Linked DNA regions of Mus musculus: regions 2, 3, 4, 5 and 6 are each linked to region 1. A link is a contact called in public Hi-C and HiChIP or PLAC-seq data. All regions are on one chromosome and are shown on one strand. The core of a region is the stretch at or near the end of the contact, and the rest is flanking DNA. Distances in the headings are between cores, read along the strand shown. Region 1 holds the start of Scd2 (stearoyl-Coenzyme A desaturase 2). Region 2 holds the start of Sema4g (sema domain, immunoglobulin domain (Ig), transmembrane domain (TM) and short cytoplasmic domain, (semaphorin) 4G). Region 3 holds the start of Nkx2-3 (NK2 homeobox 3). Region 4 holds the start of Slc25a28 (solute carrier family 25, member 28). Region 5 has its middle 32 kb from the start of Slf2. Region 6 holds the start of 1700039E22Rik (RIKEN cDNA 1700039E22 gene).

What was found. A called contact is a pair of places that touch in the nucleus more often than the background predicts. HiChIP or PLAC-seq counts read pairs in DNA pulled down with a chosen protein or histone mark.
Region 2: a contact with region 1 is called in a FOXA1 HiChIP or PLAC-seq map of pancreatic cancer cells. The contact joins the promoter of Sema4g here to the promoter of Scd2 in region 1. A contact is called at or near these places in 4 of 39 promoter capture datasets (cranial neural crest, embryonic stem cells, hippocampal neurons and 1 more) and 3 of 115 datasets of contacts at active chromatin or transcription factors (embryonic stem cells, extraembryonic endoderm stem cells and pancreatic cancer cells).
Region 3: a contact with region 1 is called in an HNF4G HiChIP or PLAC-seq map of pancreatic cancer cells. The contact joins the promoter of Nkx2-3 here to the promoter of Scd2 in region 1. A contact is called at or near these places in 1 of 39 promoter capture datasets (cranial neural crest) and 1 of 115 datasets of contacts at active chromatin or transcription factors (pancreatic cancer cells).
Region 4: a Hi-C map of CD8 T cells shows a contact between it and region 1, with 4 times the contacts expected there. The contact joins the promoter of Slc25a28 here to the promoter of Scd2 in region 1. A contact is called at or near these places in 4 of 39 promoter capture datasets (the C10 cell line, cranial neural crest, maxillary cranial neural crest and 1 more), 1 of 484 Hi-C or Micro-C datasets (CD8 T cells) and 2 of 115 datasets of contacts at active chromatin or transcription factors (memory CD8 T cells and pancreatic cancer cells).
Region 5: a contact with region 1 is called in a FOXA1 HiChIP or PLAC-seq map of pancreatic cancer cells. The contact joins the enhancer-like site here to the promoter of Scd2 in region 1. A contact is called at or near these places in 7 of 39 promoter capture datasets (the 3T3-L1 cell line, 3T3-L1-derived adipocytes, the HPC-7 cell line and 3 more) and 5 of 115 datasets of contacts at active chromatin or transcription factors (embryonic forebrain, embryonic hindbrain, forebrain and 2 more).
Region 6: a contact with region 1 is called in an HNF4G HiChIP or PLAC-seq map of pancreatic cancer cells. The contact joins the promoter of 1700039E22Rik here to the promoter of Scd2 in region 1. A contact is called at or near these places in 3 of 39 promoter capture datasets (embryonic stem cells, liver and neural stem cells) and 1 of 115 datasets of contacts at active chromatin or transcription factors (pancreatic cancer cells).

Annotation. Positions count from the first base shown.
Region 1 is chr19:44,291,845-44,295,964 of GRCm38.p6, reverse strand. Scd2 (stearoyl-Coenzyme A desaturase 2) reads right to left here and starts at 2,289. Exons shown (of 6, transcript NM_009128.2): 1 at 1,554-2,289; 2 at 779-1,061. The coding sequence starts at 1,577.
Region 2 is chr19:44,987,242-44,991,361 of GRCm38.p6, reverse strand. It overlaps Sema4g (sema domain, immunoglobulin domain (Ig), transmembrane domain (TM) and short cytoplasmic domain, (semaphorin) 4G), which reads right to left and starts at 2,018. Exons shown (of 15, transcript NM_011976.1): 1 at 2,005-2,018.
Region 3 is chr19:43,609,982-43,614,101 of GRCm38.p6, reverse strand. It overlaps Nkx2-3 (NK2 homeobox 3), which reads right to left and starts at 1,777. Exons shown (of 2, transcript NM_008699.2): 1 at 1,253-1,777. The coding sequence starts at 1,601. Gm20467 (a long non-coding RNA gene) reads left to right here and starts at 2,046. Exons shown (of 4, transcript XR_001782682.2): 1 at 2,046-2,300; 2 at 2,912-3,000; 3 at 3,192-3,700.
Region 4 is chr19:43,673,220-43,677,339 of GRCm38.p6, reverse strand. It overlaps Slc25a28 (solute carrier family 25, member 28), which reads left to right and starts at 2,459. Exons shown (of 4, transcript NM_145156.1): 1 at 2,459-2,864. The coding sequence starts at 2,574. It overlaps BC037704 (cDNA sequence BC037704), which reads right to left and starts at 2,162. Exons shown (of 1, transcript NR_045645.1): 1 at 170-2,162.
Region 5 is chr19:44,896,770-44,900,889 of GRCm38.p6, reverse strand. No RefSeq gene overlaps it. Among named protein-coding and RNA genes, the nearest start is that of Slf2, 32 kb to the left of the region's middle. Within about 2 kb of position 1,984, at least 39 of the 459 cell types and tissues checked have an H3K27ac peak or open chromatin away from gene starts, as enhancers often do. A contact at or near this core is called in liver and pancreatic cancer cells, where this site is marked.
Region 6 is chr19:44,834,231-44,838,350 of GRCm38.p6, reverse strand. 1700039E22Rik (RIKEN cDNA 1700039E22 gene) reads left to right here and starts at 2,413. Exons shown (of 3, transcript NR_045315.1): 1 at 2,413-2,860. Pax2 (paired box 2) reads right to left here. Exons shown (of 10, transcript NM_001368747.1): 9 at 2,874-2,960; 10 at 82-2,381. The coding sequence ends at 2,260.

The sequences.
Region 1 (4,120 bases), core at 1,040-3,539:
ATGCGTGTCGCTAGGGGGCAGCACTACCCATGGCTCCCTGGGCAGCTGAGCTAGGCAGGTCAGTGGCACAGGGGCACACTCATCACAGTTGGGCTGTGGCTGCTCCAGGCTCTCTTCCTGCTCAGGAGGTATGTGTTAGGTGTGGAGAGAAAAGTGCCACAGCACAATGTGGACAGGAAAAGAGGGGCAGAAGGCTGAATAGAAGGTAAAACCTTCCTGCAATCTTATTTTATTCTAAGAATGGTCTGTTGACTGGCTTGTACCAAATCGTGGTACCATACACCTTTGAACTTGGATATACAGGAGCCTTCGTCATCTTTCTCCAGGCAAACCAGCCTAGTCTGGCCAGGCAGGAAGTCCAAACAGTTAGGCTTATAACCTACCCTCTGTTCTCTCTGCCTAAAACAGCATCCCATGGCTTTGTCCCCTCACTGGACTCAACAGGTTACCCACTAGGCCCGTGGTCTAGCTCTTGGCTCTGACGTCTCTGAGGCAGGCCCTGCTTCTCTTGTGGCAGGCAAAGCTGGGACAGGTGCCATCAAGTGACTCATACAGAAAAGCCTGCTCAGAGACCTCTGCATCAATGTTATGAGACTCTCAAGACTCAAGTTCCCCCCTCCCCCCATTCTTAACACCACGAGGTTCTTTGCCCAGTCCAGCTGGTCCAACAAGAACCAAAAAGAAAGGGCCACTGCCTTGGGTCAGAGACCAGAGGCCACCTCTTTAAAGATCAAGGAGAAATCTGAAGTATTGGCCCAAGACAAGGGGTGCTGCTCACCGAAGAGACAGGTGTAGAGCTTGCAGGAGGGAACCAGTGTGATCCCGTACAAGGCTCCCAAATGCAGCAGGGCCATGAGAATGATGTTCCTCCAGACGTACTCCAGCTTGGGCGGGGGCCCCTCATCATCCTGATAGGTGGGGTCATATAGATCATCTTTTAGTTCAGGGCGAACATCTGCTCCCCAGTGGTGAGAACTCTTTTCAAACTTCTCGCCTCCATTCTGCTGTCCCCCAGAAGGTGGCGCTGTGATTGTGGTGGTGGCTGAGTAAGCGCCAGAGATCTGCAATGAGAGGGGGTGGAGAATTAGGGACTGCAGACGCGTGGGGGCAGCAGGGGTTACTTTCCCTCTAATATAACTGCGGGAGAGATGCAATAACGGCCATACCCCAGTGCCAAGGTTGCATGACTGTAGAGCGCACCAATGGAACACGGAAATGTGCAGGCCATCGGGAATAAGCCTTATGATGAAGGGGCAGGAAAGGACGCTTTATTAGCAGCACCCTTAGCAACTCACAAAGGAAAATCTGCGCATATCGAAAAGAGGTCAGGTTTTACTTTAAGAAACACAAGTTGGGACAATCAACTGTACTGAGTAAAAATCCGGTTATCACCCGGTCCAGAAACAATCTATCAAGGTTGAGCAATTCGGAAATGATGGCTAAATGCTCCCAGCTGCTCTGAACTCTCTCCAACCCTCAACAGCCACCCACCTAGAAGTCCAATCTGCAACCGCCAACCTGAGGAGGGGGTGGGGGGTGGGGTGTAAGCTCACCTCTTGCAGTATGTGGGCCGGCATCTTGGCGTCGGATGCTGGGGTCACGTTCCCAGGGATGAGAACGTGCAGCGAGCTTCAGACCTCAGCGACAAAGGGTGCTATGACTAAGTTTCTGCAGCCCGCTGCGCGGTACAAGCTCTGGGCCAGAGCTGGCAGTGGGGTATTAATGTCCTGTATATCCTTAGGTTCGTTATATTGATCAATGACCAGATAAAAAATCAAAAACTGGCTGGCCAGGGCAGCCGCGGGCGGAGATAAGGATAGAAAATGAGAGGACGCCAAAATCGCAGCTTGCAGCCACCGGTGTCCAGGAGTCAGAATACTGCAGACACCAACACCGCATTGTCCCATCCCTAGCCAAGCGGAGGGGGGCGATGCTAATGAGGCCTTCGTAAACTCTGGCTAGTCATTGGCCGATGGGAATTTGGTACCACCTCGTCCTGCTGCTCTCATTGGCTCTGCACAATCTGCTGTTCCCTCTGCCTCCAGCTCCGCCCCCCCCTCCTCCCTTCTTTTTCTGCTCCTGGCTTCTCACCCATCCCCCGCTGGTCCTCCACCCAGCCCCCACCCTGCCACGGGGGCGCTTCAGCGCTTTCTCTGGAAGAGAAGACCCAATCTAGCAGTGGGGGTTGGCTACCGGGGCAGGAAGACGCGGAGAGGTACATAAAGTGGGAAAGCCACTAGAGCGCCGACCACTTGCAACTCCATCCGGTCTTTGCATTTCCAGAGGCGCGTGGGAGGGGAAATGGCTACCACCAACAGAGAGCAAAGCTGAGAGGGGCCTCCCTCCCCAACAGGCGCCTCTGTAGTCCCTTTTGGAACAATGGCTCAGCCTTGCCCACCAGCTCCAGGATGCTTACCAGATAATAACTCGGAGCTCTGGTACTGTAATCAAGTTTTCATAGATCTGTGGCTTGCCCATTCACACTGGTCTGGGTCACCATGGTCACTGTGCACACTCCGAGAGCACAGCCAAGGTCAGTCAGCAGTATCTCAATCCCACCCCTCACCCCCCACTTCCCACCTCACGCCTTGCGAATACATGTGGCACCTTTAGGAGACTCTTTTGTTGAAAGTTTGCAGTTTGCTATCTGAAAACCGCCGAAAAGCATCTAGCCGAGGGAGCCTTATGTATGTGGAGTAGGAACAGAGAGTGGGTATTAAATTATTACTGCAAGGTTCTCTGTGACCGCTCAGTGGGTAGCCCTGTTCTTCCACTCTAAGCAGGAAGAAGGGGACATAGGGACATACGGAGATGGGATAAACTGTTCAGCCGGCAAGGGGAGGAGCTAGCTGTGCTGAAACGCTTTCAAGCCACTCCTCAGAGGACCCTATGACCCTTGAACCTTGGGTGCTCTGACCTAACACACCTCCCTCGCTGCCCCATCTTCTCTGGGGCCTGTGTTAACTCTTTCAAGAGATAGAACTTGTAGCCTATGCAGGCGGTGCATTCACAGAGTACCTTCTGTATCCAGGTCACCCCATTACTGTATCTCCCACCTCTAGGAAAAGGGGTTGATAGACATCTTGTCTTCTCAAGAAGAGAGATGCCAGGCATTTCCTGAGACCAAACCAGACCTCTTGCCTTCTGGTCTCAGGGGCTTGCCAACTCTCTGGCTTGTGACCAGACACCTCCATTGCAGGCCTGGCTCACTGACCATAGCCAAGAATGCTGAACAAGACCAGGTGTCCTCAGCAAATGGCTGGCGGAGGCTCAGAGGTACTGTGTGAAGTTATCTGGAGATGTCACTTCCCCCTGGGTTGTCTGCGTGATGTCTGATCTTTTACTAGCTGTGGGTTTGTCCTTTGTCCTTGGCTGTTAAAAACAAACTCCCTTAGACTGTGAGGCCTTTACAACAGATACTGGCTCCTCACGGTTCTGGGGGCTGGGTATCTATAGCAAAGCCCCAGCAGTTTGATTCTGCCAAGAATGGGCCTTTGATTCTTAGGTGGCCATCTCTGTGTTCAATGGGGAAGGGGTGAGCTTTGTCTCTGGGGTTTCTCTTTAAAAACAAACAAAAAGATTTAGTATTACTTGTAATTATACGGACATGTGTGTGTGTGTGTGCATATGCACACATGTGTGAAGGTACTTGAGAATGCTAGAGGTGGCAGGTTCCCAGGAACTGGAGTTGAGCAGTCTGTGTGGGAACTGAGAATCCAACTCTGGTGCTCTGAAAGAACAGCAAATGCTCTTAATGGCTGAACCGCCTCTCCAAATCCTGGGGTCTCTTTTAAAAGGACCACTCCCATCATCCACAGGGTGTGTGTGTGTGTGTGTGTGTGTGTGTGTGTGTGTGGTGGAGCATCACCCTCCATGCTACTATTCCAGATACTGATGAAGGTCCACCAGATGAGTTGGGATTTCCAAGTATCTATTGCATGCTGCTTTGGGGAAGAAGACACAGTGTTTCCTTTGGAATGCCTTGATTGCTACTAAAGGCAGCTCTCCACTGGAGACAAACTGCCCTTACATTCCCTCAACCTGCAGCCTACAGTGCTGCCTGCATCAGAGCTGGTTGGTGATGTTTCTTAAGCCAGCTGCCATTGCATTCATTGTCTAT
Region 2 (4,120 bases), core at 769-3,268, 700 kb before region 1:
CACCTTAAAGACTAGAACCGCGCCTGAGGTGGAGGCCATTGATAGGCCAGGGAACTTCCGGAGATTTCCTTGGCTGGGCCAGATGTGGAGGCTGCCTGATCTACCCAATGTCATCAGACAGCCATAGGCAGGGTCAGAGGGTGTCACTGGCCTCTCCTTTTCCTTCTGGGTCAAATATTAACCATCCGGCTGTAAAGAGAGGGGAGGGACCTGGAGCTAGTCAGAGGAATAGCAAGAATTTGGAGGGTTTGTTCAAGAGGTAAAGGTTAGCACTGTCACACGAGGGAGAGCGAGAGGGTCTCTGAGCCACAGAAAGGGCATCAAGTTCTTGTTTTGAGGGCTAGGGCAGCTGGAGGTTTCAGGCTGCCCAAGCCGTACCCTCCATGTGAAAGCACACCTGTTTACACTGGGGGGCCTCCTGTTTCCTCAGCACTGAAGGGTGAGTCCTCCCACTAGGGAAGTGTGTCCAGGCGGAGACAGGAGGAAGACATCCTAGGTCAGAGGAACCGCTCAGTGCGGAGTAAGGGGCATTCGTGGGTCTCAAAGACGGTGACACACTTGTACACAGTGTAGGGCCAAGAACACAGGCATTTATAGGAGTCATGTGCATGCACACACACATATACAGAGAGAAAGAGACAGAGACAGAGTCAGAGACAGAGAGAGAGCGCACAAAGGGCCAAGGCCACATAAGGTTGTTTACCTGTCATCCATCCAGTGGATCATATATCCTCAGAGGTGAACAAGCAGGGCTAGATATTCAATAGGACGGTCTTGTTCACACACATTTGTAAAGGGGGCATTCACACAGAATTGTTGCTATTGGGCCAGGCATAGTGCACACATGTATTCTGAGTCCTCAAACACAGTTACATTCGGGCAGAGACAAGTAAGTACTCATGACATGCATAAAGGGGTCTGACTTGGGCTGCAGGCTTGGTGGCTGACAGTGTCTGCTGGGGTCAGATGCACGGCTGAATCCTGTCTCCTTTCCTGAAAGTCCTGCTCTCTCTCTCTCTCTCTCTCTCTCTCTCCCTCTGCCACCCCAAGGGGTGTGTGTGTGTGTGTGTGTGTGTGGTGTGTGTGTGTCTTCTGACCTGGAGTGAATGCCTGTAATGGAGAATGGCTAACCCAGGGAGGTGGAGGAGGAGGAGGAGAGGAGATCCTCGAGTTTAGCAAATGGAAGGTGAAATGCTATCTTAGCAGCCCTCTTCCTGCCCCGCTCCACACGCCCCCCTCCCCATCTCCCCCAGATTGCATTTCTAGATCTGGAGAACTGGGCTAAAGCGTCCAGCTCCATTTAACCTGTTGGGAGGGCCGAGTTAATGGCCAGGGGGTGGAGCATGCCACCCCTCCCCCCAGTACTAAGCGGGTTCAAGGTCTCCAGTTCACACCCCAGACTTCACTCCAAGTTTGGGTTCCTTCCCAGGGTTTGCCCGCTGAACTCTGATCATCTTCTGTTAGATCCTAGGGTGGAGAAAACTGGGGAGGGGAGGACCCCTCCCACAGGATCAATAGGCTTTCAACCTTCATCCCTGATGTCCGTCTGCCTGGGGTTAGCGGTATTTGCCTCTGTCCACTAAGATGGAGATCTCTTCAGATTTGAGGGTGCCTCTCCCTTGTCTTCCCCACCCTCCACCATCCTGGACAGTTCGAGGTTTTCTCCTTTGAACAGATCTAACCTCAGTATCTACTGCTGCGGCTCGAGGACAAGCTCTCCTTCGATCCCGCCGGACGCCAGGAGACATGACCCAGATCCTGGGGAACACTGTTCTCCACGCGGGTCCCGGGCACGCTGGGCGCCCCCGACTCCGAGAAGGCCGGTCTGCGCCCTGCGCGACCCGAGGCCTGGCCCGCGCCCCTCTAAACCCTTTTATGCGGGATTGGGGGTCTCGGCGGTGAAAAAGGCCTGGCTTAGCTTGGAGGGTGGAATGGATGCGGACAAGGCTTTGCCCGGCCGCAGCCCCCCGCACCGCCACCGCCCGCACTCCCCGCCTCCCTCACCTTTGCGCTGGGATCCGGGTCCATAGAGACAGCGACGTGCGGCTCGCGGCCCCACAGCACCAGCTGCAGGAGGAAGGGGCTGCGGCCGGAGCGAGGCGGGGTGGAGGCGGAGCCGGGGGTGGGGCGGGGGCCGGAGGCGGGCCAGAGGCGGGGGCGGGGAAGGGTGCCCGCCCTCCTTTGCGACCCCCACCACGCACAATAGACCCGATTTGTGGGAGATGCTCGAGGCCCACGGCTCCTGGCGTCCCCTTTCTTCCAGGCTCAGTCAGTCTGAGTATCGCCCGCCCCCTGGTGGGGGGGGGGCTACCACCGCGTGCGCCCTAAAACAGGCTGGTCCTACGGATCTGCTTTGGTCCTAAGACCCCTCCCATTTACCTACTGCAGGGACGCGTAACCCCCGGGTCCCGGAGTCTTGTACTCTGCTCTCTAACCTGTATCTCACTTCTTGCAAAACATGTTTGCCATGCCCTCCTGCCTTTGGTCTATGGAGCGGGTGTGCTGATGGGGACGACAGTATCAGATTTCTGCGTAGCTCTTGGTTCCCAGTTCAAGGTGTGATTCCTCACTCCCTGCTCCCTCCAGGCTATTCAGTTTGAGGTCAGAGTAGGTGAGATGGGGCCCTGAAGGGATGAAAAGACAGCATACAGAGAATGCTCTTTATGCACAAGAAAGCCATGCCACTACGTATGGATCACTCAACAAATCTCAGTCCAAACCCGGGCTCACCTCAAGGGATTGCGTTTATCATTTTCCATCGTCATTTTACCTCCAAACTTTCAGTGTTCCCAGGTATCCAAAAATTCTGTGCTTGCCAGGTTCAGCCTTCTTCCCTAACTCCTTTACGATGGTCTTCTCTGAAAACTCCGGCTCTCCTTTCCAAGTGCTATTTAGAGCGAATCGAGGGCTGGGGTTGGGGCTCAAGGGCACAGTGTTTGCCTAGCATGTAGGACACTCTGGTTTCATCTCCAGCATCACAGAAAAGCAAAAACAAAAGCAACAATGAACTCGGCTTTAAATCCTAGTGAATCCTGACCTCTGGCCTTGACCTCTCCACCTTTCAAAAAGAAAAAAAAAAAATCCGTGACGATAATGATGGGCAAAGAGGACCAAAATACGAGTCTAAAAAGCAGACTCTTGCATGTGCCTAGGAATTTAAGTCGTCTTCTAGTGGCGTATGAAACTGATGAGAGCCTGGGAAGAAACTTTCCTCTTTCAAGATTCCCCAGAGCTCATACAGTTTGGCACTCAATCTCATACAATCTCAGAATTTGGACTGTGTGTGTGGCTGCAGACTGCTAGACAGAAGGGCCCAGATCACACTTCCACCCCCCTGTTAGAATATCTCCTGGCACTCTGCAAACAGGATAGTGTGTGGTGCAGCGGGGGAGACTGGGAGAAATGTTTTCATTAAAAAGTGCACACACACTTTAAACGTTTATTATATTCATTGTGTATGAAAGCGCATGCATGCATGTGGGACCCCCCACCCCATGTGTGATATCCTAGAGGATAAATTGCAGGGAGTCTGCTCTTTTTCCACCATGTGGGGCCTAGGTATCAAACTCAGAGGTTGTCAGGGTTGGTGACAGACACCTTGTCTGCCAGACCATCTCACCTGCCCAAGCCAAGCACACACTCTATACACACGTTGCTCTGGTCCACTTCTTTTTCTGTGCCCCCACCCCATGCTGAGGAAGTAGTAGTTTCATTTTATAGCTGGGGAAACAGGTTCTAAGCAGATTGTAACTTGTTTTGAACTCTGTTTATGGAGGACAGGATTGGAGAAGTCTAAGAAGGGTGGGCCAGGCAAGTCTGGGGAAGAGGACTAGAATAGACAGGCTCGTCTGATGGAAGGAGAAGGGACATACAAAAGGTTGGTGGGTTTGATCTGGCAAGAAAGGGGAGTTTTTAGTGGAAGACAGAGGGGAGAGAAGTTAGCTAATGGCTTGGAAAAACATCAGAAAAGCTGAGAGCTTCCGTATAGGTTGAATCGTGGCTGAAGGACACCTGTAGGCTTTGTGAGAAAGTGAATTGGAAGGAAGAGGGCTAAAGACGGCCAGACCTGGTACCTGGCATTGTGGAGAAACTGCAGGGACCACTAGGCTACAAAGCCGGG
Region 3 (4,120 bases), core at 528-3,027, 680 kb after region 1:
CATTTATTAAATTTGAGCATCAGCGAGAAAATAGATTAAATGTGCCGGTCCAGGGGCTAATAACAATTTTCAGGCGACCGCGGAACAGGACCCCGTATCTGCAAACTCGTTTGCCTTCCACTCCCCTGAAGGTGTGGAACGAGTTGGTATTGGGGACTGGAGGCCTGGATGCATGGGTTGATTGCAAAAATTGTTTCTCTTTGGAAATATCTAAGTGAAAGGCGTATGTGCAGCTCAAGAATTGATTTTTTTTTTAATTTTCAAAACTACTGAGAACGCGTCTGTGACAGTATCTGTATGTTACCTTACAGAGGAAAAACAGTTGGATGGACCGATTTAGACAGTTTCATGTCTGTGTTAGGCCTGGAGAATTGTTAGAGAAAAGATTTTGGTCTCAGCCAGATCAAATCTCCACTCGGAGAAGAGATTATTTGATCCTGTTTCCCTTTCAGACATTTCCTTATGGGCTTATTCAATTATCTGATTCTCCTGCCTGCCCCACCTCTGATCTGCTGAATGGCCAGAATCCCACTCAGAACTAATTCAGGAACTTTAACCATTCCACTCCGCCTGCAGTATAAGAAACAAAGCGAGCATTACGATATTTTTTTTCAGAGGCCTTCACCTCCTGGGTGTGACTTGCTGCCGTCATCTGATATGGATCGAGCTCCCACACATTGGCCACCACCTCTCCTCCTTGCAGTTCGAACGTAAGAACTGCAAGCTCCGAAGTAAGCTGGTGTCTCTCAAAGTCTTGCCCGAAAGGATGGCCCAAACACAACATTCTTGCACTGCCTTTTCGGGACAGCCGGGGTGACTGCCCTGGCCTCGCTGAATTCACCTCACGTTAGAAGAAAGACAGAAAAATGGCAGAAAACTGACCCCCCCCTTTTTTTTTGAGAAGATGGGTGTGCGAGAGAACACACACACAACGGACAAGTTACGACCCAGGCTCTGGGCCCCCGTCACTCATTACTCAAGGAACCAGGATTGCAATAATCACTTTTCCTTCCCTCGGGGACTGCTCCGGGTCCCTGCTCCGGGCAAGAGCTGTTCTCTCTTTCTCTTTTATCCCCGCCCCAGCACCATCTCAGGTACCTGTGCTTTGCAGAGCTGTCCTTGAACCTGGCATAGGCATGACCCTAGCCGAATGTGAAAGGGGCGGGTGGCCATGCAGGCACGGTTTGTGGGTTTATAGGCGCTGAGCCATTGCCCCAGGTGTGCGGACGCGTTTCCTTCCCCCTCTACTCACTTTGGCTCCGTTCGCTCACAACCTCCTCTTCTTGTTCCTTGGGCCCGCTGCAAGCGTCTCGGAGAACTGTATGGACATAGCTCTGAGGACAGAGACCCGAATCTCCATGGCCCTCGGCAGCAGCTAGTGAGTTCAAATAGGACAGTTTCTCTCCCTCTTCTTCCTCGTCCTCCTCCCCTGCATCGGAAAACTGCGTCCCTTCAGCCGTGGCCAGCATGCAGGGTGCCGAGTGGAAGTGCTGCTCCAATTCCGCCTGCAAGTGAGCTCCGTGGAAGTGCCGCTGCTGCTCCAGATTCAAAATGTCTTTGACTGAGAAAGGGGTGGAGGTGACCGGGCTTGGTAACATCATCAGGGCCACTTAATTGTCCAGTCCAAATACTCAATAAATCCCGGCGGGGGCGGGGAGGGAGTGCGGTGGCTCCAGCTCTTCTTCTGGACTCCGCGGTGGTGCGGAGTCGAGCTTTTGACAGACGCGGTCCAGTCTAAATCCCCTCCATTGGCCGGGACCTGGGGGTCTGGGTTTTGTTACAGCCACTGCAAGGACTGGGGCCGGGGCTGTGAAGCCTCTGTCCGGGGGCCCTGCGTCACGTCAAGGGGCGGGGTCGGCATCCTGGCCTCCTTCCCAATTGGTTCTTGTGTATGTGGGCCACGCCCTCTGCGTCCACCCAGTGGGATGTTGCTGCGCTACCAGAAATAGACAGGGACTAGAATAGGGTCCTGAGATCCAAGTCGCGGTGGGAAAAGCTGCAAAAAACCGGGTGTCCGAATCACCGATTCCCGCTCCACCTGGCTGCACCTTCCCGACCAGGGGCAGTTCTGAGAGGCCAGACTGCGGATTTCTAAGGAGAGGAGTGTTGTATCTGTGGAAATATGAGCGACGTGTCAAATTCCACCTCACCTTTGCTCTAGCTGTCCTCGCCACCTGGAGTGCCTTTCCCACCCTCATTTCCACAGTGGAAAGCTGTTCTCCGAGGAAAAGCTTAAATACCTCCAAGGAAACTCCGCCAGATCACCTCACCTAGAGGTCCTCTTCCTCGGAACTTGCTCAGTAATGTCACTTGTCACTCTCCCATCTAGTGCCAAAGCTGTACTTAGTGTCCGCTCGATTGTCACTTTAGATTGTGAGTCCCTGAGGGCAGGGTCCAGACCGTACTTGCCCTTGCAGCCCTCGAAGTGGCTTCAGAGAGCAGGTCTGTAGAAGACAAGACGACCGAGTTCTGTTAGTGTGCAGAGGCTCTATGCTTCGAAGCCTGGCCTGAGTCAGTATTTGGTTTTGGACGTTCTCAGTTTCCTGGTCAATATAAAGGAGCCGAATTGCCTCTTCTAGGGTTATTGTTGGAGTTTTTTTGTTTTTGTTTTTTAAAGGATAACCAGGCCGGAAGCATAGCACAGTTGTCTACTTAAAGCAAAGAGCTCAATACTTGTAACTACCCTTGTTCTTTGTGGGAGGTCAGAGCAGTGTTTGTTGCCTGCATTGATTCTGACCGGGCTGGTGTTCCACTGCACACACTGGGTGGCTCTGGTCTCAGAAGGGAGGGGACCCCCGCTGTGGCTGCAGCTCAGGCAGCCTTCTGAAGGGAATCGGGAGCCCGAGCCTAGGCCTCAACTTTCTGAAACGCCTTATTTCTCTCTTTCTGAAACCGTGGTTGTGTTCTGCAGGGAGACTAAATGCAGCCTCAGATTCAGAAAACTGCCTGATGGAGACCACCTTCTGGTATCCACCCGCCTACATACCTAGCCCCTGAGTGGTAAGGGGCACTATTGTGAGATTAAGAGCAAAAGGTGTGGGCAGCAGGCCTTGGAAAACCAAACTAGTTCCGCTTTCAACGTAGGGTTCCTCAGTAGGCCGCCCTTGCTTTTATTTATTCTCTCTCTCTCTCTCTCTCTCTCTCTCTCTCTCTCTCTCTCTCCCTCCCTCCCCCCCCCCCCGCCCCCGTAGAACCTCACAGTTTGGGAGAGACCGGCCTCAACTAGAAGGGTTCGCCGGATGGCGGCGCGGTGACCGAGGACGACGCCCTAGGAAACTTGTAGACAGGGCATGAATGCGGATTACGTGGAGAGCGGCCTTGCGGAACCCCGAGGCGGCAGCGAGAGGAGTTGATGCCCTTGGTCCTGGAAAGAAAGAACTGCGGGTTGGGAGGAGAGAGAGGCGGGGCTCTTGGGGGGGGAGCGGAAATACAGCGGGGAGGCAGCTCGTGGGGCCACCCGGGAGGCTGGTACGAGGCTCCCTCCACGTGCTCTGGGGGAGATGGGGAAAGATCATCTGTGGTTAGGCCCCGGCTCCTTGAAACCATTCCTTGGTCGCAGGAGCCTTTTTGCTCTAAGACTTGAAACTAGACGCTGCGGGCAGAGGCCGTGGTCTCTACAAAGGGCCCGCCAGCCCACCAAGGGAAGGAAGAGTGTGCCTGGTTTTGCTGTGGATCCGAAGCTCAAACATCCAGAGGTGGGGTGAGTGCGCCGCGCTGCAGGGTGGGGGACTTTGAGTGGACGCGTGCTGCGCGTCCCAGCTGCCAGACAGAGGACCAGAAGGAAACCATGCTCCAGTCTCAGTTCCCCACCCTGCAGCCAACTGCAAGGCAAAACCCATCGCAGAGAAATGCTTGTGTTCCTTTCTGCTCTCCACTTTTCTTAGCTTTCAAGTGATTTCAAGATCTGGACCAAAGAAAAGATAAAAAGCCGTTGCTTCTGTCGGGAGCGCATATTTTTCTTGCTTGGTTTCTTGCTTGCTAAGGGCGGTCGGCCTCACTTAAACCTTGCCCCAGAACCCTGGCTGGGTGAACCCCCCTACCCTCACCTCTGTCCAATGCCTGAAGCTCAGTGATAACACCCACACACCTGCTGCGGCCGAAGGCTCACTATGGCCTCTTC
Region 4 (4,120 bases), core at 1,210-3,709, 620 kb after region 1:
CAGAGAACAGGAGTCAGCTTCTCTTGGAACTCTTTCCCACATATCCTTCAGAAGGCTTCCTCTATAGTTTCCAGACTTAAAAAAAGTCCCCTCTCCTTTTGTTGACCACCCTATGAGATCACAAGTTCTCATGGTCATCTCTGTGACAGTAAAGACATCAGACTTATTGTCATGTTTGGCTTCAGAAGTCAGCCTCATTTTATTCTCTACCCATTTCATGCAGGGTACAATGTCAGCTGGGGAGCACGGGAGGACCCTCAAGAACAAACCTTTTGAATTTTAAAAGGGAAAGAGAAGAAATGCATTCTAGGGAAGTGCCCATATAAAAGTCAGCTGTGGAAGCAAATACATTAACCCCGAGTAATAAACGTGTCTCCCCCGAGGGTAGTTAGGGTGGTTGTAACCCGTTTCTCCTTCTACAAGGCTCTTCTCCCTATCTTTCATCACTGACCCTTGCTTGCCACTCTCTGTGCCATCCGTCTCTAGGTAGACAGAACCACCCTGCCACACTGCAGTGAGTGGCTGGACATTCCCTAGCTCTCCAATGCCACAAAAACAAGCAAGTAGGCTAGGCAAAACAGAAAGAAGGCCCCTGGGAGGAAAATGAGTTTGGAATGGCAAACTTCTGCACTGTATTAAAGACTGTTAATAAACATTTCCGCCTCCAGGGATGCTCCACTTCAGTAGCTAGCAAGGTGAAAGAGACTTAGAAATCTAAAGGCTGGTATCTGGAGTCTTTCCTGGGGGAGAAAGTTCTAAGGTGTGGGTCACTGTAGGACAATGTAGAGTATTATTTCTCACCATGAGAAGTCATTGAACTGAGATGATCATTTTAGGACCATAAAAAAGTAAATATGATAAGAAGAGACGGGATATAGCAGGCATTGTCATTAATTTGTCAGGGAAGAAAATTGATATTTTAACAGGACTGGGGGGTGGAGGCTTTTTTGAGATCTATTCATCTCTCAGAGAAAAGTGCAGGGTAGCAAGAAGTCTGTATATGATGTGGGGAAGAATTCTTAACCCGAGGTTAACGGAATCTCCTTCACGCTGAAACCCGAAATAAAAAGCAGTTTTGTGTGTGACTGGGGATGGGGTTGGGAACTTAAGAGCTTTATTTTCCAAGAGATCACGACACAAACGTTAGTAACTACTGCCAAAGATTAGTTGAAAGACCCGTCCGCCGAAGGGCTAAGCTTTAGAGAGGAAATGGAAAAGCCTCCAACCGTTCTAAGGAAGCGCTACGAAAAGATGGAAAAGTTTGCAATTGCGTCATCATCTCATTAAAATAGGTTGTAAAGGCAGAGCTAGAAACTGGGGAAGCGTGTGCAAACACGCTGCTGAGAAGGGAGCCTGAGGTAGCCTGCAGAACCAGCGAGCGGAAAGGGGCCCTCGCTCCTCAGTAGAGGCTGAGGCTCGAGAGTCGCTTCAGTGCCCGCTTCTGCTCAAGGTAGTGGCCCTGAGGACCAGACGTCCCTAGCATCGTTTTACAACCGGGGAGCGGTTCTCAAGAAGCAGCAGCTCAGCGGTCCCGGAGAGAGAGAGCGGACAGCCATCAGACCCGGTGGAGTTTATCAGCAAGCGAGCTCGGGATACGAAGTTCAAGTGTATGTCTCGGAACAAGCTCCACTCCCAGGCATCAGCAGTTGCTCTGCCGCGATTGGGATGGTGCTCCAAGACCCTGACACCTGTCGTCGCCTCCGAACCATCCCATTTCGCCTTCTCCTTTCCCAACGCAGAGTCCACCCAATGAGAGCTCATCGGTCCACCCACTGGAGGGTTCACTAGGCGGCTTTGGGTGGGAGGCCCAAGGCGAGCGGATCTGCGCTGATGGCACACCACTCCAGAGCCACCCGAGGCTCACAGCCGATCTCCCCTAGCGGCGGGTTGGGCCGTGCCAGGGGACGCAGGGTCCGGGCTGACTCCGCCCCCGCCTGAGATCCCGCGGGAACAGTCGCACCGTGCTACTCGACACCCGGTGCACGCCAGAGCACGCGTCCTAACGGCAACCGACAGCGGTTTGACCTTGAAGGTCTGGCTGGCACCGCCCCCTCTCCCCGGCAGTCCCGACCGCCACGCACGCCGCGCCGGGGTACAGCCGGGAGCCGGTCCCTGTCCTCCAGGCGCTTCTCTCCACATCCAATGGAAGAACGAAGTGGTTCGGGCCAATGGCCACCGCCAAAGTAGCTAGAGCGGTTGAGCCTATCAAAGTTCAGCTTTACGTTTCTCCCGCCTCCGAAACGCTAGGGGCGGGTCGATCGGGCAAGTCCGCCAATCAAGAGCCAATAAACAAGACGCTTCCAAGATCAAAGGGGAAGGGGTGGGACCTACGGGACTAATGACAAGCTATCTGACGAATAACACAGATACATTTTGGCTCCGTAAAAAGGGGGCGGAGACACGTTAGGGCCTACACCAATGGCTGTCTGGGGGGCGTGTCCTCGGGGCCAAGCGGGAGCCGGAGGCCCCGGGCTCTCTGGGCCGCGCCTGAGGCGGACGCAACGGGGCCGGGGGGCGGCGGCAGTGGTGGCGGCAGCGGCGGCGCGTGTGGGCGCCGCGGCTGGCCGAAGTGGATGGAGTTGGAGGGGCGGAGTGCAGGCGGCGTGGCGGGAGGACCAGCTGCTGGGCCCGGGCGGAGCCCCGGGGAGTCGGCGCTGCTGGACGGGTGGCTGCAGCGGGGCGTGGGCCGGGGGGCCGGCGGCGGGGAGGCGGGGGCCTATCAGCCCCCTGTACGGCTGGATCCGGAGTCCGGCCCGGAATACGAAGCGCTGCCGGCTGGAGCCACTGTCACCACGCACATGGTGGCGGGCGCCGTGGCAGGGATCCTGGAGCATTGCGTGATGTACCCGATCGACTGCGTCAAGGTGAGACCTGGACCAGGCTGCGAACCGGACCTGGGGCTGACCCGACCCTGAACCTTGTTTAGAGCCAGAATCCCAACTGAGACCCAGAGCTGATAGGTTTCTTCCTGGCTCCTACCTCTACACACGGTTTGAGCCAATACTCCGTGCAAGCAAAGTCCTGGCTGGTAGATGAGCTCAGTCAGGAACCAGGACTTACTTCTAACGGTCAGTGAGGCGAAGCAAAAATCTTGTCAGCCAAAGACTTGATCCCGATTGGGACTAAGCAGGGATGGGATGGGATTGGGGGGGGGGGATCCCGAAGCACAGGTAAGTCTATAACAAACCAGCTGGCATGAAATCAGACGGTGAACTCTATCCGATAGCTTGGGTTGAGATGTGCTTCGGGTCGGCGCTTTCACAAGCTCCTTGCTGCGTCTTTCCTTTAAAGTGACGGGGCAGGAACCGGAATCTGGGATCTCTCAGCTAGATAAAAGTACGTATTAAATCTTAACCTGGGAGTGGTTGAAAAAAAAATCATTGTGCAGTCAAAAGTGAGAGTTCCAGACTGGAATGGATGTGGGAATAAGGCATGTTAAGAAAAACGGTTTCGGTTTCTCTGCGAGGCAAGATTGGTAGCCCATCTATTTCCTGAACGTAAAAATTGAGCTGGGACTAAGATTCTATGTTGAGGGAGCAAGTGCATCAGCCCCTTACACAACAGAGGTGAAACTGATAGTCTCTTTCGTTGGGCCCCTGAATTTGACAAAAAGGAAAACAGCTGGAGGGAAGTGTGATGATATTAGAAAGCAGATGTGGAGAAACAGAATGAGATTATCAGGGTACGCTCAGGGCTGGACGTAAAGCCAACTGCATCCACAACCAAGCAGGACGGTTAATACACATACAGGTCAGGTCTCTGGGAAGAAGCCTGGGGGAAAATGGAAACATTGTTTTTCCTTGCTGTTCTTAGACTTGTGCTTGAGTCGAGATGCCAGCTACTGAAAGGGCAGTAACTTCAAGGGGGTTCTTGAAATCGTCGATGCTTTCTTTACACCACTTGTGTAGGCACTGGCCTGTCAGCTCTTTGATGGATGCTTTCCCGTTTAGGATAGCATCCACGTCAGCCATGCAAAAATCACTTTCTTCTGCTTGCCCCTGGATTCAGTACTGTTTTGCATTTTCATTTGTAAAGTGGATAAGGAACTAGGGAAAGTGCTCCCGAGGTTTTGTGAATGAGTTTGGGTGATGGAGAGAGAGTTCCTGAACTTTTGTGAATG
Region 5 (4,120 bases), core at 735-3,234, 610 kb before region 1:
AGGTTGGAGTTGGGGGTGAACCTTTTCCGGGAATCTGTAGCTGCACCCCAGCTCACCCCCCTCACCCCACTTCCCCCCTCCTCAGTGGGCTCGAAGGAAAGACCGCTGACTTTGCAACCCACAGGCCCAGAATGTCCCCATCTATGGCACGCTGTTATGCTTCGAGGACACAGGACTATGAACTCGAAATTGTCTCGCCTTTGTCTCCTCCTGGCAGGTCTTTAGAGCTCGGGGAAACAGTGGAGCGGTACAAATCGCAGTGGCGTGGTAAAGCCCCCCTTACTCCTGATGGGCCTGCCTGACTCATATCCGTTTCCCTGGCAAAAAATAAGTTTTTGTTATTGCTGGCTTGGCAGAAGCACGGAAGAGTGCGCGAGGATCTACTGCCCCATGCATCACTGGCCAAATTGCCTGAGAAATCCCAGCTCCAGAACTTTTCATCGTTGGCTGTGATGTACTGAGCAGAACGGCAGCTCCATTTCCCCAGCGTGGCTCAGCGACGCTGGCACTTAGCAGATCCGCTCTGCTTGCAACTCCCAGCAAATATGGCCTTTCCTCTCCCTTCCCCTCCCCGTGGCCCTTTTTGCCCCTCACCCTTTATCTTTCCCATCCCCCTGTCTGCTCATCAACCCCCTCCCTGCTTCTACCCAACAGAGCCATAGCTGGAGAATCAGGAGGAGGCCCACAATGTCATTTCCCCATCACTCTGCAGACGATTCCACACTAATGTTCTTTTAATGCTGTGATGCTGCACTAATTAATAAGCATCCTGCACAGAGGCCTCGCTCAACTCTCCTCCCCTCTCCTCCTCTCCCCTCCCCGCCCTTCCCCAGCAGCCAAGGAGAAGGCCTCCTGCCTGACATCCTGGCAGGCTGGCAGCAGAGAAAGGATTTCACTCCTCTACCTGAGCTGCCTGATATTGCTATGAGAGATAACTGTATACGAACCAATAATCTAGCCTGACAATCCAATTTACTGACCAATAGCGCACAATCCACCATGTCATCGGCCGTGGGGAGGCCCATAAATTAGTTCCTAGTAATTTATTCTGATCAATAGAATGGGCAAAGTCACTTGTCTCTTTAATCAAAGGCCTCAGAGATGTCAGTGCGGGCTGCTGTGTGGGAGGGAGCCAGGGGGCCGTGGGTTCTTGGCACCACACCCCTCACCCCTAGCTCCCAGAGCCCGGCAGAAAGCCTCTAAATAGGGATGGTATGGGAGCTATCTGTGGTCCGGGCTGCCTATCTCAAGCAGAAACATGCTCTTCAAAGAAGCCAAGGGCAGGGGTGACCCAGATTGTGGTAAACAAGAGTTGTGCTGACTCAAAGGACATCATATCTCTTTGGAATGTTTAGAATCTTCCTCCCTATCACAGGAAGCCCCCAGTCCTTGTACTGGCTGTAAAGAGAAGATTCCCAGGCCGTGGGAATGTGCCTTTCCAAAGCCTGCTATGTAGATATTTTCCCACCAGGCCTTTGGAGGCTTAGCAGGACAGAAAACGAACTCTGAACTTCAGTCTTTCTCTGGGGCACTTTGCATCGAGAGAGGAAATCCACAGAACACAAGTTATCTGCCTTATCTGGCCCTAAGAGAGGTCGAGGTTCACACTCCAGCCCCAGGATGTCACACATTCTTGAGAGGGCTATTACCTGAGACATTCTTACTTGCCTGTTAGAGCAACAGCTTTCAGCGCCCACCCCCCCTCTTGGATAGCTCATGCTGTCATCAGCCAGGAGCCTCAAGCCCCCTCCCCCCCATTCTTTCATGTGAGGTCTAAAAATTTCACAAAGGCATGGGGGAGGGGGAGCACTCTTGTGAAATCTGATCAGTAGGGAGGCTGAGACAGGAGGATTGAGATTAAATATTAATTTATAAAGTAATTCTATATCATTTGATTAAGTTACTAAAGCCTCGTACTCTTCTGAAGTAGATACTGTTATTAGTCCCACTGAGTCAGAGTGTAAACAGCTTGCCCCAGGCCTCACAGCTAGGATCTGGTTGAGCAGGAACTGAAAGCCAAACCCTCTGGCTCTTATCCATCAGGCTAACGTGGAGGCAGAGGGAATTTCCCTCACCCCATCTCTGCAGGGTCAATATTTTAGTCTAGGAAGCAAACTGACAATAAACACCCACGGAAGAGATGCAAATGTATTCCAGGCACAAGAACAAGAGGCAAAGAGAATCTAAGGTTAAAAGAGGGGGCCAGATTGGGTTGGGGAGACTGATGGTTTCAAATATGCAGAACCCACAGGAAAAAAGCCACCCATAGCACCGATGCAACCCCAGCACCCCAGGTATGTGTATGGGGAAGAAACAGGAAGATTGCGGAGGTGTGCTTGTGTGAGCGATTGCCTGCGAGGATGACCATGCACCATGTTCCTGCCTGCGGAGAGCAGCTGAAGACTCTGAAGCAGGTGAAGACATCCAACCCAGAGGCATCAGAGCCCCTGAAATTGAACTACATTTGTGGGTGCTGCAAATTGAACCCTGCAAAAGTAGAAAGCACTCTCCTCTCCTGAGGTAGCTCTCCAGGCCCTCACTGGGGCTTTCTGGCCCCCAGCCCAGCAGTTAGTCTCAGTGAGAGAGAGAGATCCTGTCTCAGGGAGTAAGTTAGAGAGTGATAGAATAGGAGGCCTGTCATTGTCCTCTGTCCCCAGCCCCCTTCACAGGCCCACACACACTGAGTTCCAGGGGACAGAATGGTTTGATGCACACATACTAGTTATTTCTGCCATGGGGCCAGGGTTGGCCTGGGACTTCCTAGGTAGTTTAAGGCATACCTTGAACTCCTGACACTCCTGCCTCTGCCTCCTATATGATAGTATTACAGACATGTGCCACCATGCCCAGCTTACATTTACATAAAATATAATTAGCAAATGAATCCGTAATATGCTTAGAAGAATACTGACACAGAGTAAAGGTTATTTGAAGTGTTTTTGGTATAAACACATTCACAGCGATCAAGGGACAACATTACTGGGACTCTCTGAAGATACAGCAAGTCCTTGAGATGCTCTGCCTCCCCTTCACTCCTTGTCCTCCAAATAGATAAAGAATGGTCAGCCTCTGCTATCTCCCTGGAGTAGAAGAGAAAGTTCAAATGCTTCTCCCAACGTGTATTCCCTCTTCCAGGCCCTGGGGGAGCGCCAGTGCATTGGCCTTGGGGAAAGAGACCAATCTTGCTCTAGAGAGAACAAGCTTGTCCTCCTTGGTGGGAGGGAAGGTCAGCCTGGGGGCTGTGGTGGCTGCAGCGACTTGGCGAAGGACACCATACTCTTTGACATAAGCGGGATGTAGAAGATAGCAGAGTTTTGTAAAGAACCAGGAGTCAAAGGCTGGTTACCTTGGGTCCCCCTTCTAGCTCTGCCACTGACTATGGGACCTTGGCCAAGTCACTTCAGGTCTGACCTTGGTTCTGTATTTGAGGCAGAAAAGAATGGGGGACAAAGACCTTACAAGTCTCCCACCTGACATTGTGGAGTTCTGTGTGAGGCTGTGCAGATCTTTTAGGTTTTCCCTGAGCCTCCTCTATCCTGCCCCACTCCCCGCACCGTAACATCAGCAATACAGGGAAAGCCAGGATGTGTCAGACTATTATAGTCACCAAGTGCAACAGATATCATTTCTGAAACTGGAGTATGGGGAAAACCAATTGCCTTAGGACAGAGGTCCTCTTCTCTTCTCTTCTCTTCTCTTCTCTTCTCTTCTCTTCTCTTCTCTTCTCTTCTCTTCTCTCTCGCTCTCTCGCTTTCTCTTTTTGAGACAGGGTTTGTGTTTCTCTGTGTAGCTCTGGGTATCCTGAACTTGCTCTGTAGACCAGGATGCCTCTGCCTCTGCCTCCTGAGAACTGGGATTAAAGGCGTGCTTCACTACGGCTTGGCTCAGCTGAGGGTTTCTATCTCTGTTATCTTAATTTCGACTTGGATGACTTTGGTTCTGTCAAGGTCAAAGCTGGGGCTTCTGACCTTAGGGAACGTCTGCAGGCCTTCCTGCTAATCCCACTAGTTTTCAAGGATACGCATGCTTCAGGTTCACCGAGGCACAGTGTGGAAACAGCAAAATTCCACGTGAAATTCTAAGCTCCCGTGACTGTCCTTGGATCCTGTTCTGGCCTCCC
Region 6 (4,120 bases), core at 1,164-3,663, 540 kb before region 1:
GGATCCTTGACTTATCGAGGGTTTACCAGTGCGAGGACAGACCTATTCCAGAGGCAGGGAGAGACAAACCTGGAGCCATGGGGAGTGACATACAAAATTTTATTATTATTTTTATTATTATTTATCATGTGCACAAAAAAAGAAAGAAAAGAGAAAGAAAGAAAAAAGAAAGAAGGAAAGAGAGAAAGAAAGGAAAAATAATCAAAACGAACCGACACGTTGAAAGTGGCGGAGGAGCCGGGACTTGTGGAAGGCTAAGCCTTCTCCTGGATTCCGCACTCCTGGAGCGCGGCCAGCTCCACACAAGACTGGGTCAGGCTGGGCCTCGAAGCTGGGACCTCGTTGCCCTCGCCATCCAGCTCCAGCCACTGGAGCACGGTCGGGCGCCGGCAGTTCCCTTAGATTGTTCACTTTTCTCGCTTTCCTTTTCAAATAAAATGGCTCGAAGGAAAGCGCACTCTGGGCTAGGACTCCAAGCCTTTTCGGATTTGTTCAAGGATTTTTATTTATTTATTTATTTACTTATTTTTTTTTCACTTTTATTTACTTTGTTTCTGTTATTTCGGGTCGTCACGATCCACGGTTGAGGAGACATGCAGGGAGCATCGCCGCTACCGAGAGAGCAACTACAGGGTGGGGTGGGGCAGGGTGGCCTGGTCGGGCACGTGGGGCATGGCCACAAGGGGCCAAGCCCCGAGGTTGGTTCTGCCATCTTAGATGTAGCCTTGGAGGCCTGGGGCAGAACGGACCGAGACAGAGACAAGTGAAGAAGAGAAAGAGACACAGAGGGGTCGAGAGTAGCAGAGAAAAGGGAGATGAAGTGGGAGAGATGCAGGGCGATGAACACGGAATTACAGAGAAACAGTCAACAAAACAGGCGAGAGGTGTCCACGGGACCATGTTCGTCATTTTGCATAGAGATTTCTTTCATAATTTTTTTTTGTAACGTAAAAAAATGCCCCCCTCCCCCAGGACGTGCTGTGCTTTAGTGGGCATGTAGCTGTGTCCCCCCTCCCTCCCCCCAGCGAGCGGCGACTCTCACAGCACGGACAGAAGGGTGTATCTACAGGCAGGGGGGCGGGGGGGGGGCGGGAGGACAGGGACTCTATGGTACCCGGAGGGGCGGGGCAGAGAGGGAGGGGCTATGTACAGAGAGAGGTTCGCCTCGACAGCACACACCGTCTTTCTATAAAGCAGCCTGTTGGGTTTTTGTTTGTTCATTTTTGCAAAGACCATCATCATATTAAATAAGTGTAGACTTTTTTTTTTTTTTGAGGCTCTGTTCAGCTCCTGCCCAAGGGAAGGCTGGGGAGGGGGTGCTTGGGGGGAATGGGGCGGGGAGACCCGGATTTTCATCTGGGGCGGCTCGGTCGTCAGTTCCTTCCAGGCTTTTTGCGCCCGCAGGTTGGGAGTTTGGGATGGGAGGGTGGGGGTGGGCAGCGCATTACTGATGGGAAAAGATCAATGCTCGCAGCCGCAGCCTGAGGACACGGTTCCCGCGGTGGCCCCGACGTGGCTGCGTGCTTGGGACCAAACACAAGGTGTCGTGGGATGAGCCGAGGAAGCACAGGAGGGAAAAGTGAGAGGCCAGCAGGTGGAAGAGGCGCTGACGTAAGGGCAAGGCGGGGCCGAGAGGAGAGTCACTGCAGAAGGAGATCGCAGGCCCAAGGGAACTAGGCAGTTCAGGTGGATGAGCTCAGTTGGCGTCTGCTCGCCTTGGGTACCAGCCTTGGAAAACGCTGTCGCCCCAAACGCTGTCCCTCGAGTCCGACCCTTGCGTCCCAGTGCCACCGTCTGGGGCGGGGCGCAGACAGAAGGCGGGGTCAGCTTGGCAGGCACAGGGGGGATGGGGCAGGATTTCCCCCCTAGGGTCTCCCCGGCGGCTCCTCCTTCAGCACAAAGTCCTTTCCTTAGCTTCCCTTGCTCAGCTTCTCCAGCGAAGCCTCCCGACTCCCGGGCGTCCGAAGTGGGCTGCCCCTGGGTGGGCCACGCTGATTGTGTGTCACAGAAACGGCGCGCGGGCCAGAGGCGGGCGGGCTTCCGGACGGCGCCGCGGTCCAGGCAGGCGGGGAGGGGCGACGGGCGGGGCTGGGGCCTGAGGGTCCCACCCGCGGCTCCACCTGTCCTGTCTGGCCATCGACAGGGTGATGAGAAGGGCTGCGGGGCTTGGGGGAGGATGTCTCGAGGTGGGGGTGGGACAGGGACGGTGGCCGAGAGGCAGCGCGTCGCTTCGGTCCTCCCTCCCTCTGGGGTGGGCGGTCAGACGGGGACGATGTGGAGGCCGAAGCTGTCTGCCTGAAGCTTGATGTGGTCCCCGCGGTAACTAGTGGCGGTCATAGGCAGCGGCAGCAGCGGCAGGGGCGGAGCCCCGGGGGGCGGCACTATAATAATAAGGGGAACCTGGAAGTTAACACAGGAGAAGAATGGGCTGGGTGAGAGGACAAACAGGAGAACAAAAAAGGAAAGAAAAGCAAAGAAAAGCCCTCCCCGGGTCCAGCGGGATCAGGCCTGGAGGACTGTGGCTCGGCCCCGAGGCCAGATGCCCAGGAGTAGTGCTGCATCCACAGGGCGGGAGAGGGACAGGACAGGTGACACCCGGCTGCGGATCCCCCAAGGGGTCCGACGGCCACTGTTGGCTAAGAGCCCTCCAGTGATCAAGAGGTAGGGGAGGGAAGAGGCTGGAGGCGCAGGCGTCCTGGTGGTATCCCCAGGACCCGGCGCTGCTCTAATGGGCCTGTCTCCCTGGCCCATCCGGGTACCCAGAATTGGGGTGGTCCTGAGTGGGATCCGTATCCCGAAGCAGCCTGCGCGCCCGAGCTGGCGAGCGGGTAGGCGACCTTGGGAGCCGCCGGCCTGCCAGGTGGCGTACTCACTTAGTAAGGCGGGGTTGCTGAATCTCCAAGCCTCATTGTAGGCGGTGTACTGGGGATGGCTGTATGGGTTGCCTGAGAACTCGCTCCCTGTGGGAGGGCGGGGAACTGGAATTAGAGGCGTTCAACGTGTCCAGTTGGCCTCTTCTGTCCTGTCCTCACTAGTCCCAGTCTTGGGTGTTTCAAGCAGGGATAGGGCCCCTGGGAGCAGGCCAGAGGCCAGGTAATCCACACACTCCGAGCTCTGCATGGGGACAGCCACCATAGACAAGTAGCAGCCAGATCCCTGCACACCTAGGCATGGAGGGAATCTGTGGGCGGGTTTGTGCCTGGGCTCTCCTGCAAGAGATCGCTGCCCAGGAAGGGTTTGGTCTTGGTCTGGCTGCTCCCACTTAAGTAAATTGGGAGCTGAGAGCTTTTACAGTGGACACTGGCTTTAGGGATTCTACAGCATGAGAGAGGGGGAAGGTGGAGCAGGAAGGCCCCTGGGACACTTTGTCCCAGAAAGCCCTAAGAATGGCATCTCAGAGCTGTGCCAAAGCTAGGCAGGTGGTAGTGGTGGTGCCCTCCTGGGAAATAACCCCTCCCACTTTTCCCTCCTGAGGTTCAGTACAAGGGCCACGTAACTGGGGAAGTGAACTGCGGGAATCCACTGGACTGCTCGCAGGCTCAGGAGCAGTGAGCAGTGGAGGGCACAGTGGGTTGGGAGCCTTCGGGAGCTACCTCCCTCCCTCCAGGAGGAGAAAGGCCAGGCCTATGGGTTTCCCCCCTGGCCCTTTCTCCTGTGTGATGACCCCAGACTGTTTACAGTGATCCCTAACCGCGGGTTAAGTAGAGGAGAAGGGGCCCCACTCCAAGAAGGAGCTGGGTGGGGGTGGGGGATGCAGCCACTGGAAAGCCTGTTTATTGACGAGGAGGGAAAGCATGCGTGCAGCAGGATAATGAGCTTCTGAGCTCAACTGTGACCAAGAGGAACTGAGCTATCTCCTTCCCCATCGCTAATGAAACAAGTGTAATTTCCTCATCAGCACTAGATTCTGTTTAACGACTCCCCCCTTGCCACCATGAGCTCTCTGCGGCTCCCCTCATCCCTACCTCCCTGTAGACTCCCCACCCCCCACCTCCCCACTCTTTCCTCACCACCACCACCCCACCTCCCTAAGACCTCCTCCAGCCTCCACCTGCTCACTGCTGGGATCTTCTTCCAGAGCCATCCCTTGCTCCCCCACCAACAGCTTCTACTTGCCTTC